Regions from separate parts of the Macaca mulatta genome. Here all the other regions are linked to region 2. A link is a contact called in public Hi-C data. All regions are on one chromosome and are shown on one strand. The core of a region is the stretch at or near the end of the contact, and the rest is flanking DNA. Distances in the headings are between cores, read along the strand shown.

Region 1 (2,948 bases), core at 43-2,542, 86 kb after region 2:
GCGCCCTGCAAGCCCCTCCAGGTGAGAGCAGCCTGTCGGAATTTCGGCCCGGGGTTGCCTACTGTTCCCGGATCGCAGTGCGAATCCACAAAACGCAGGGAGGTGAAAGGAAACAAAAGCCCGGGCTCTGCACCCTGGACAGCCGGGGGCCAAATGGCTGCTTGCCCAGGTTCAAGCAGAGACTGGAAATGCGCACTGCCGTCAAGGAGGGAGCAAGCTAGATCAAGTTTGAGCACTAATGAACATATTGAGCGGAGGAGATAGTGGCCACTTTAGGTACACGTTTGAACTCCAAGTTGCTTGAACTAAAATGGAAACTTAGAATGCGAGCTGGAGAGGTAGGCCAAACTTTCCTCCCCTCCTCCTTTCCCTCTTTTTTCTAGCTCCATCCCAGGGGCCAGGACGGATTTAATGAAAGCAAAATCATTTGGATTCTCCCCCTCGGGGAATGGAACCCCGGTCTTCCGCGTGACAGGCGGGGATACTCACCACTATACTAACGAGGAGTGACCCGTCAATGGTCGTCTCCAAATCCTTGATCTGGGACTTTACACTCGGCTTGCTGACAGCAGAGTTCCTAAGGGTTCTGTTCTTCCGACCACCGAGAAAAGCCGACCAGAAACTGTAGGTGTATTTCAGGCACCCATCGTCAGACGGAGTGACCGAAAGAGACAGAGTACCTCCAGGGCTGCAGAGAACCAAGTTCTGACAGTTCCTGGGCTCTCCCGAACACTGTCATCCACAACTATAGATTGATGGGTGTCAATCAAACCGAAACCAGGCTGTAGTGGCGGAGTTGAGACACCACGCAGGAAGTCAAGAAGCAGAAAGGGAGCGTCCTGCCCAAGTCTGGGCGTGCCTCGTCTCTTCCTGACATGCCAGGCGGGTCTGGGGACTGAGATTCTTTCTGTTACCCCGGTGCCACAAAAGAGCTTACTGTACATTGATGATTTCCAGTGAAGCCTCCTGCAGCGCTGGTCAGGTAACACATTCCTTGAAGACACTCTTATTTCAGCAAAACGTAAAGGAGGGCTCGTCCGGGATTTGAACCCGGGACCTCTCGCACCCGAAGCGAGAATCATACCCCTAGACCAACGAGCCGACGTACGAATGCCGTTGCGAACCGCCCTAGAGGTCGTGCCAGGCTAGCTGTAGTGCCGGGTCCACTATGCATGGCAGAACGGTCCTGGCGCCGCTCAGGAACCAGCCTCCCCCAAGCCTAGTATTTTGGAGCACGGGTCTGGGAGTCCCTTGGCTCTGGGCCGCCAGCTCCAACTCCTCCCAGGAAATAGCGTCGAGGAAGTGGAAGGGAGTGGCCTCAGCCTAGCCCCCGCGCCGCCCTGGAGGACTGCCTTGAACACCCGGGTTCCTGCTTCCTTTGGTCACCGACTCGGTGCCATTCCGTAACCTGGGATCTTGACAATTCCCGCCTCCGCCTGCGGTCCTTGGACCTAGTCCTTCGTTGCAGAGCTTTGAAGAGAAGCGGTGGAGTTGCTTGCTTTCGGGACGGGTCGGAGACAGTTAATGAGCCTTGAAATCACTAGGGGAACACCAGTTCCCCGTGTCTGTCTATCCTCCTGGGCTAACGGGCAGGGCAAACCCCGGGCCAGACCCGTCGATAGACTACGGGTTCCCCAGACCGCGTGGCAGTGCCCAGGCGAGGGAAAGAGGGAACGATTTCTGGGGCCCAGGAGACCCACGGTGGAGGGCGTTATTGATCTGGGTGACTGGAGTGGGACAGGCTTTCCACCCTGCAGTGGGGCGGGGCGCAAGGCCAGGCGACTAGTCTCGTGGCTTCTGGACTGTAAGATCAGGTTACCCCTACCCTCCGGTCTAACCTCTGCTCTCCAGTCCCCTCCTAGAATGGCCTAGAAGGAGACCTTCCTGCCTGCCTCCTAAGACCCCCCCGAAGGCTCTGAGGCAAGTGGCCTCACGAGTGTGGTCTAAGACCTGTAGACCCGGTTTGGGGACTTAGCAGTACTCCGGAGCTGCCCAGAGTCCCAGAAGATCTGGTGGAGTCAGTAGCAGACCACGTGTTCTGCCTTTCCTCAGCTCAGTGCCTGTTCTGGGGAGTCCTCCCCGCGGGGTTCTGGCCTGCATCGGTCCTGGACCAGCCTGGTAGCATCTCTGGAACCATTTTGTTCTACACCCCAGTTATGTGATTTGTGGGGCCAGGCCGTTCCTAACGCCCAACCCATAGATACGTTGACGGGGCCTTCAGTGAAGGATTCAGCTCCTATTTGTCCTTTCCCAGGTGTCCCTGGGCAGACAGTGGGGAAGGGCAGAAGTTAGCCCAGTCTTTCCCATTAGTGTCCTAAGTCTTTGAGACGGGTAAAGAGGTTCTCAGGGCTGATCTGGCATCTCCTCCCCCATCCCTACCCTTTTCCAATTCCTGTCTCCCTCCCCTTGGGCTCCAGCTTTCTCTGCAAAATAATCCAGTCACCTCTTTCTTCCCTGGTCTGAAGAACTTAATCTCTGCAGAAGGGGAGGCCTAAATCCTTTATGACCCTTATGAAAGCTATGACCCTCTTCCCCGGGGGCGGTGGCTCACACCTGTAATCCCAGCACTTTGGGAGGCTGAGGCGGGTGGATCACAAAGTCAGGAGTTCAAGACCAGCCTGGCCAAAATGGTGAAACACCGTCTCTACTAAATATACAAAAATTAGCCCGGCACGGTGGCACGCGCCTGTAATCCCAGCTACTTGGGAGGCTGAGGTAGGAGAATTGCGCAAACCCAGGAGGCAGAGGTTGCAGTGAGTCAATATCGTGCCACTGCACTCCAGTCTGGGTGACAGAGTGAGATTCCATCTCAAAAAAAAAAAGCTATGGCCCTCTTCCTAGATATGTATACAATCCAGAGAGTTCACACATACCCTGAAATCCCATCCGCATACCCCACACTTTTATTATTTTAAAAGTGCGTACATAGACCCCACTTTTAGACCCAT
Region 2 (3,168 bases), core at 557-3,056:
TCTCCGCTTTCTCCAGCTTCGGGTTCCGGAGGTTCTACAGACGGGAGGGGAGGGCGCAGAGACAGAAAGGGGTGGGGAGAAAGGGGGAAAGTGGCAGGGGGAAGAAGGGAGGGGCGGATGCGGGAGCTGGGGGTACCCCGGATCGCATTTGCGCACTGCCCACAGAACGCGCGACCAAATGCGGCGTGGAGATGACCAAGGGAGGTCCTGGCCCACCCCGAGACGAAACTGTCCAATCCGAGGGGATGGAACCAATGCCCAACGCGTGAGGAGGAGATTTGAAACCGCAACCCAGGGAATGAAATTAACCACCCGACAGAACAGAAGCTGGCTGATCAGAAGCTGGTTATGGGGGAGGGGGAAGCGGACAGTTAAGAGACCCAAAGGGTGAAACGGACCGAACCCGGGAGCGAAATTTACAGAACCAGGCGTGAAACTTACAGACCCGAGGGGTGGCGAAGAAGATCGCGTTCTGAGAGCGAGTGGGGGTCTGGGATGGAATTCCAAAGGCGGGACTCGAGTGAGGATGCCTTGGAGCCAGGGTTGCAAACCAAGCACGTGTCCCCACCCCAGTGGGAAGCCCTGGGACGCAGAAACGGGAAGCTTGGGGACCCGGGGCTAGCGGAGGGACTGACCTGGTCCCGGGTCCGCTCCAGCAGCAGCAGCCTCAGCTCTTCCAGGCTGCGGTTGATGCGGTCCCGGCGCCGCTTCTCCACAAGCGGCTTCAGCATCTGCGACCAGCGGGAAAAGGAGAGCGGGCCGACCGGACCGAGACTCAGCGCGGCCGCGCCGGCGTCGGATCCCGCCGCTGGGAGAGCCCGGCTTCCACCCCGGCCCCAAGACCCCAGATTGCCTAGGGTCGACCCCATTCGATCCCTCTCCGCTCCCCCTCCCAATGCCCCTAGATCAGTTTCTGTAGCTCGCCTCCCCGGATCTTCGCATTCTCCTCTCTCAGTCTCGTCCTCCCTCCTCCCCTCTCTGTGTCTCTCCTCCTCTTTTCTCTCTACGTCTCCGTCTCGTGCAGTTTCTCTCTGTCTCAGTGGAGAACTTTGGGAACCCTCTGCGCGCAGGCACGTGCGCCGCACGGTGCCAGGCTCAGAGCTGGCGGCCCTGAGTATAGAAAGGGAGATACCTAGCGCGACCGCGCCGCCTCTTCTCCCTCAAAACCCTCCAGGCCGTCACCTTCTCCACTGGTTCTCCTAAAATCTTCCACCAGTGTGGGGCCTCTGGAACCAACGCCCCGGGGCCTTCTCTACAAGACCGTCTTGGGCCAACCCCGCCCGCCTCACAGCCAGCGTAGAGCAAGAGACTATCCTCTTCTCTTTTCGTTCCCACCCTCCTCCCTTGGCTCTGCCCTCTACTTGCTTATTTTACTCCGACACCGGCTCCCTCCCCAGGCCACACGGTGCCGACCCCCATTACCTAGACCCCTAGTCCTATGTTTCCACCGCCCACTCAGGTCTGGCTCTGACCCCTGTCCCCTTCTTCATATTTTGCAGCTTCCTCTCCAGCTCCTGGCTCCTGGAGTCCTGGAGCACGGCTCCCCTTCCACCCCTGCGTCCCCAGTCTCTCTCCAGACCGACGGCGTCAGGGGCCCAGTCCCCTGGCCAAACCAGGGACCTCTGCTCCCTCCCCTCCCGCCTCTCACCTTGGGGCCGTCCCTATTCTCAGCTCGATCCCGGGTGACCATTGCTCCTCCGGACCCTGGTGTGGACCGGGTCCCTGCTCGCCTGGAGCCTTATATTCCGCGGCCCCAGGGTAGGAGGGATAGGACCCGACCCCGCCCCCTTCGGCACCCGGATTCTGCCCCTCTAGGACCCGGCACGAGGCTCCCGGAAAGAGGAGGAGTGAAGGGGGGAGGGGAGTGTGGGGGCCTGGGAGTGTGGGAAGTGAGGGGTGAATGGGGGCACTGGCTGGTTTACGGACCATAAGGCTGTATAAGGAGGCGGAACCCAGCTGAAGGCAGGAGGTTATTAGGGGCAGAGCTCGCTTGGGGATGAAATTCAGAGTTCCTCCAGAATTGCAGCTTTGTCGGAGACTTACTGTACCCTCACTAACCCTGAAACAGCCCCCAGGCTGAATTTTATACATCATCTCCGAGTTCGCTTCCTAGTCGAGACAGGGAGCAACCCGAGTGTGCTGGGTGAATCCGTCCGACTCAACCGAAGCTCTGCCAGGAGGTTGGAGAGGCGCTCTGTTCTGTCTAAGCCAGTTACCTTCAAGTCCCCGAACATCTGCGCGCCCACTGTGCGGACAGGGCACTGGTCTAGGCTCGGGCGAGTCATAGTGAGATACGCAGGAGAGACCCAGCTTATCCCTGCAGTAGCTAATGGAAAAGACCACGTGACACTAAGTAGCTGTTACAGAAGCCCAGTGAAATAGGTGCTCCGGGAAAAGGTCTCCTTGAGGATGGCTGGACTAAGGAGGAACTTCAAGGCAGAGGGAGCAAGTCTTTGAAACATAGGTAGGAGTGGAGAGGTCTTTCCACTTACAGCACAAGTATTTGATTCAAAACTAGTCATAGGAGATTCAGGAGTGTGGCTGATGGGACACCTCACGCAAGTGTGCCCGCATTGCTTGCTTCTGGAGGCCCCTGGTGACTGTAGGGTAGCAGGGAGCAGGCAGTTTTACTAAGGGGAAAGCAAGGGATACAGAAAAGGGATCAACACCCACCTCAAACCAAGAACATGACCCTCCGCAGAACGATGCCTGACCACTCGGGGGCTTCGGGACAAAGTGCCTGAGAAGATAAATCAGAAACTGAACGGGACAGCCAGGTTGCCAGGGATAAAGACACGGAAAGACAGGGTTGCAGACCGAGAAGGAAGATAGCTGTGAAGTCAGAGATCAGTGGGGATTCCTCCAAGCCCTCCCAACGGCCCTCCGCACCTTGGTTTTGTAACGGAGCCTTTCTTGCTGTAGCCAGAGCCTAGAGAGGCACAGACCTTGAGGAGGGAGCTCCCATTTGGGATCAGGGCCCCCAGCACATCCCCCCTCTCCGTCCCTCAGCCAAATGGGAACGCAAATGTGTGGCCCCAACAGCCCCCGCTGCCCCCCTCCTTGGGAACCTGGGCTCGGGCTGAATTTTTCTCACCTGCACGCGAGGCTGGGGGCCCCAGGCTGTTCGCACCCGGGTGTGGGGCCGCCCCTGGCCATATGGGGCGGCTT
Region 3 (2,940 bases), core at 413-2,912, 66 kb after region 2:
ATCCGCAGGGGTGCATCCTTGCCTGCGGTGTGTTTGGCCAAGGACGGCTCAAGCTCCCACAGCCCCTGGCACCTGAGATGTGGCCACTGAAGTCAGGATAGCCACAGTGGGGGCTGGGGCTTCCTCTGTCCCTTTCTCCTGATTATATGTGGGAGTCACGTCCTCACCTTGAAGCAGACCTAAAGCCCTGTGTTCCCAGGGCTGGTGCTCTAGCTAGGGAGGAGAGTTGGGAAGAACAGGGTAGCTACAGATGGCCAACTGTATAAAAGCAGAGCAACATCCCTTCCCACCAGGAAAGCCGTTACAACTTCCCCATATACACCAGCCTAAGGCCCAGCGAGTGGGCGCGGGCCAGCTGAACGCATCTGGAAGAGCCTCCAACACACAGGCTTCCCCTCAGTGGGCACTTCCCACCAGGACTCCCTGAAGAGTCCTTAGGGTCCTGCTGGGCCCTGCCCTGGCCAGGCCCGGCCTCTCCTGTCCTCCTGGTCACTTGCACAGGGCCTCCAACACCTCCAGAGTACGTCGGATATCCCGGACTTGGCGAGCCAGCCCCTGAACCGGCTGCAGAGCCCGCTCCAGCTCCTCGCAGCGCGCCAGCAGGGTGTACATGCCCTTGATGCTCATGTCCACGGCTTCACCTAAGGAGTCCACAGCGTCGCGGTAGGTCTGGATGCAGCCCACGCTGAGCGCCGTCAGCTCCTGCACCGCGCCACCCAGACCGCGAAGCAGACGGTCCACCCGGCCTCCCAGCTCCCGACTCAACCGCTCCAGATCCCGCAGCACCTCGGGGTCGATGGGGGGAATGGCTGGTGTGGGTGTGGGTGCAGGCGCTGGGCAGGGCCGCGCAGGGGCAGAAGGCGGGGGTGGAGGGGCGCCGCTCAGACGGATCTTGAGTTGCAGGTTGTTGGCGACAAAGTGGGTGAGGTCGCCGTGGCGGCTCACTGTGCCCTCGAGCTCCAGGGGACTGGAGATGGTGGCGCGGCGTCCGCCGCCCGCGCCGGACTCGGCACTCCCTGAGGACCCGGCGCCACCGCACGCCTCGCTCAGCCCGTCCAGGCTGCGGCTGTCCTGAAGGCGGCTGGAGAACGAGCGGCTGGCTCTGCCGCCCGCGGCCGCCTCCTCGTCGTTGTCCTCTTCCTCCTGCTGCTCAACATCCATCCCGCCGCCTGGTCCCCCTCGACGGCAGTCCCTCCCGGAGGCGGGCTTGCCCTCGGGCGGCGCTGGGTCCTTGTGCCGGAAGGACGGGGACGGTTCGTGCTCTGCACCCGGCGCCCCACTGAGGCTCCCGGCCCCAGACGGCGTCCCTTGAGGGCCGGGCTCTTTCTCGAGAGCCTCCCGTTCCGGCCGGTGGACGACGCCGCAGCTTGACGTCTTCGGGGACGTCCTGGGGTGGCGGTTCGCGCCCCCAACGTTCTCGGCCTCTTCCTCCCCGGACACCCGGAGGCCTGAGGGCGGCTCAGAGGACGTTCGGCCCGGTCCGCCGCCGAAGATTGCGGCCTGCTGTTCCGCTACAGCCAGAAGGTCCGTCTCGGGCCCGGGCCGCCCCCGAGACGACTCCATACTGCAGGTGGGGGCCGCAACCGAGGAATTGGTTCGCCCCGGCTCCGGAGGCGGTGGCTGCGCCTTTAAGGGGCGTTGGTAGAGGCGCGCCGATTGGCAGCGGCTGACAATGGTAAGGACAGGAAAAGCATTTTGATTGGTCGTGGCGACCAGGAAGTCCCGGAAGAAGAGCTGTTACTGCACAGCGGAACACACGTGAACGCCGGCTGGGTGGAGAGAAGGAGATGACAGCTGCTCCCGTCACCCCGCCCTTTCTGAAAGCTGATGGGCCAGATCTTAAAGACCAAGGTCCTCAAATTTCTGAGTCCCGCGGGGTGGGGCTTAGATTTTTTCTGCCTGCAATTGTACCCCCCCCCCACAGTGATTGCTTAGCAAAAACACCAAGTGGGGAGCCCACTTGGGGTTCCTAGAGAGGTTCTTAGGATGGAAATGGCATATCCTGCTTGGACCATCGGGGTTGAACCTACTTAACTAAGAAGGAGGAAACCAGAAGTCCAGCATGAGCGTGAATGGTTTGCTCTATCTTTCTTGGTTAACAGACCTAACCATTGAACTGCTCAGAGCGATCCATTGTGGTCAAGGCAGCGGCCTCTGGACTTTCCTATGCTTTTGCCACTCTTGTTCTGTGTCTCTTGCCCCTTTCACATTGAGGGGTCTCGCCCCTTGGAAGATGGCGTGTGATTTTGCCACGAGGTAAAATATTCAACAAATGAAATGATCACAAATTTTGATATGTACTATACAGGAAATAAAGTGTTATGATTGAGAATATAACTGAGGCCGGGCGCGGTGGCTCAAGCCTGTAATCCCAGCAGTTTGGGAGGCCAAGACGGGCAGATCACGAGGTCAGAAGATCGAGACCATCCCGGCTAACACGGTGAAACCCCGTCTCTACTAAAAAATACAAAAATCTAGCCGGGCGAGGTGGCGGGCGCCTGTAGTCCCAGCTACTTGGGAGGCTGAGGCAGGAGAATGGCGTGAACCCGGGAGGCGGAGCTTGCAGTGAGCTGAGATCCGGCCACTGCACTTCAGCCTGGGCGACAGAGCGAGACTCCGTCTCAAAACAAACAAACAAACAAAAACAAACAAAAAAAAGAGAATATAACTGAGTAGGCACTAGTTTAGATAAGGGGTCAGGAAAAGACCTCTTCGGTGGGACTTTTAACTAAAAAGAACCAAAAAGACCCAGCCACCCTCCAGGCAGAGGGAAGAAAACTTGAGCTACCTCTCAGAGACAAAGAAGTCTTGACGTATTCAAGAAACTGAGATGAGAGGGCAGGAGACATTGGGACTAAAACAAAATCCGCAAGGTAAGGGGAAGGATTTCGAGCTAAGGAACTGAACAGGCAGCAGGGGCCACGTCATGCAGGGGGCCTT

What was found. A called contact is a pair of places that touch in the nucleus more often than the background predicts.
Region 1: a Hi-C map of fetal cortex germinal zone shows a contact between it and region 2, with 2.5 times the contacts expected there. The contact joins the promoter of AURKB here to the promoter of HES7 in region 2. A contact is called at or near these places in 2 of 14 Hi-C or Micro-C datasets (fetal cortex germinal zone and liver).
Region 3: a Hi-C map of prefrontal cortex shows a contact between it and region 2, with 5 times the contacts expected there. The contact joins the promoter of BORCS6 here to the promoter of HES7 in region 2. A contact is called at or near these places in 5 of 14 Hi-C or Micro-C datasets (CD4 T cells, fetal cortex germinal zone, fetal cortical plate and 2 more).

What each region holds. Positions count from the first base shown.
Region 1 is chr16:9,728,897-9,731,844 of T2T-MMU8v2.0, forward strand. AURKB (aurora kinase B) reads right to left here and starts at 1,293. Exons shown (of 9, transcript XM_077970301.1): 1 at 490-1,293. TRNAP-CGG (transfer RNA proline (anticodon CGG)) reads right to left here and starts at 1,101; the gene lies at 1,030-1,101.
Region 2 is chr16:9,641,889-9,645,056 of T2T-MMU8v2.0, forward strand. HES7 (hes family bHLH transcription factor 7) reads right to left here and starts at 1,807. Exons shown (of 4, transcript XM_077970307.1): 1 at 1,649-1,807; 2 at 636-731; 3 at 1-34. The coding sequence starts at 1,690.
Region 3 is chr16:9,708,247-9,711,186 of T2T-MMU8v2.0, forward strand. BORCS6 (BLOC-1 related complex subunit 6) reads right to left here and starts at 1,663. Exons shown (of 1, transcript NM_001194556.2): 1 at 1-1,663. The coding sequence starts at 1,563. The coding sequence ends at 490.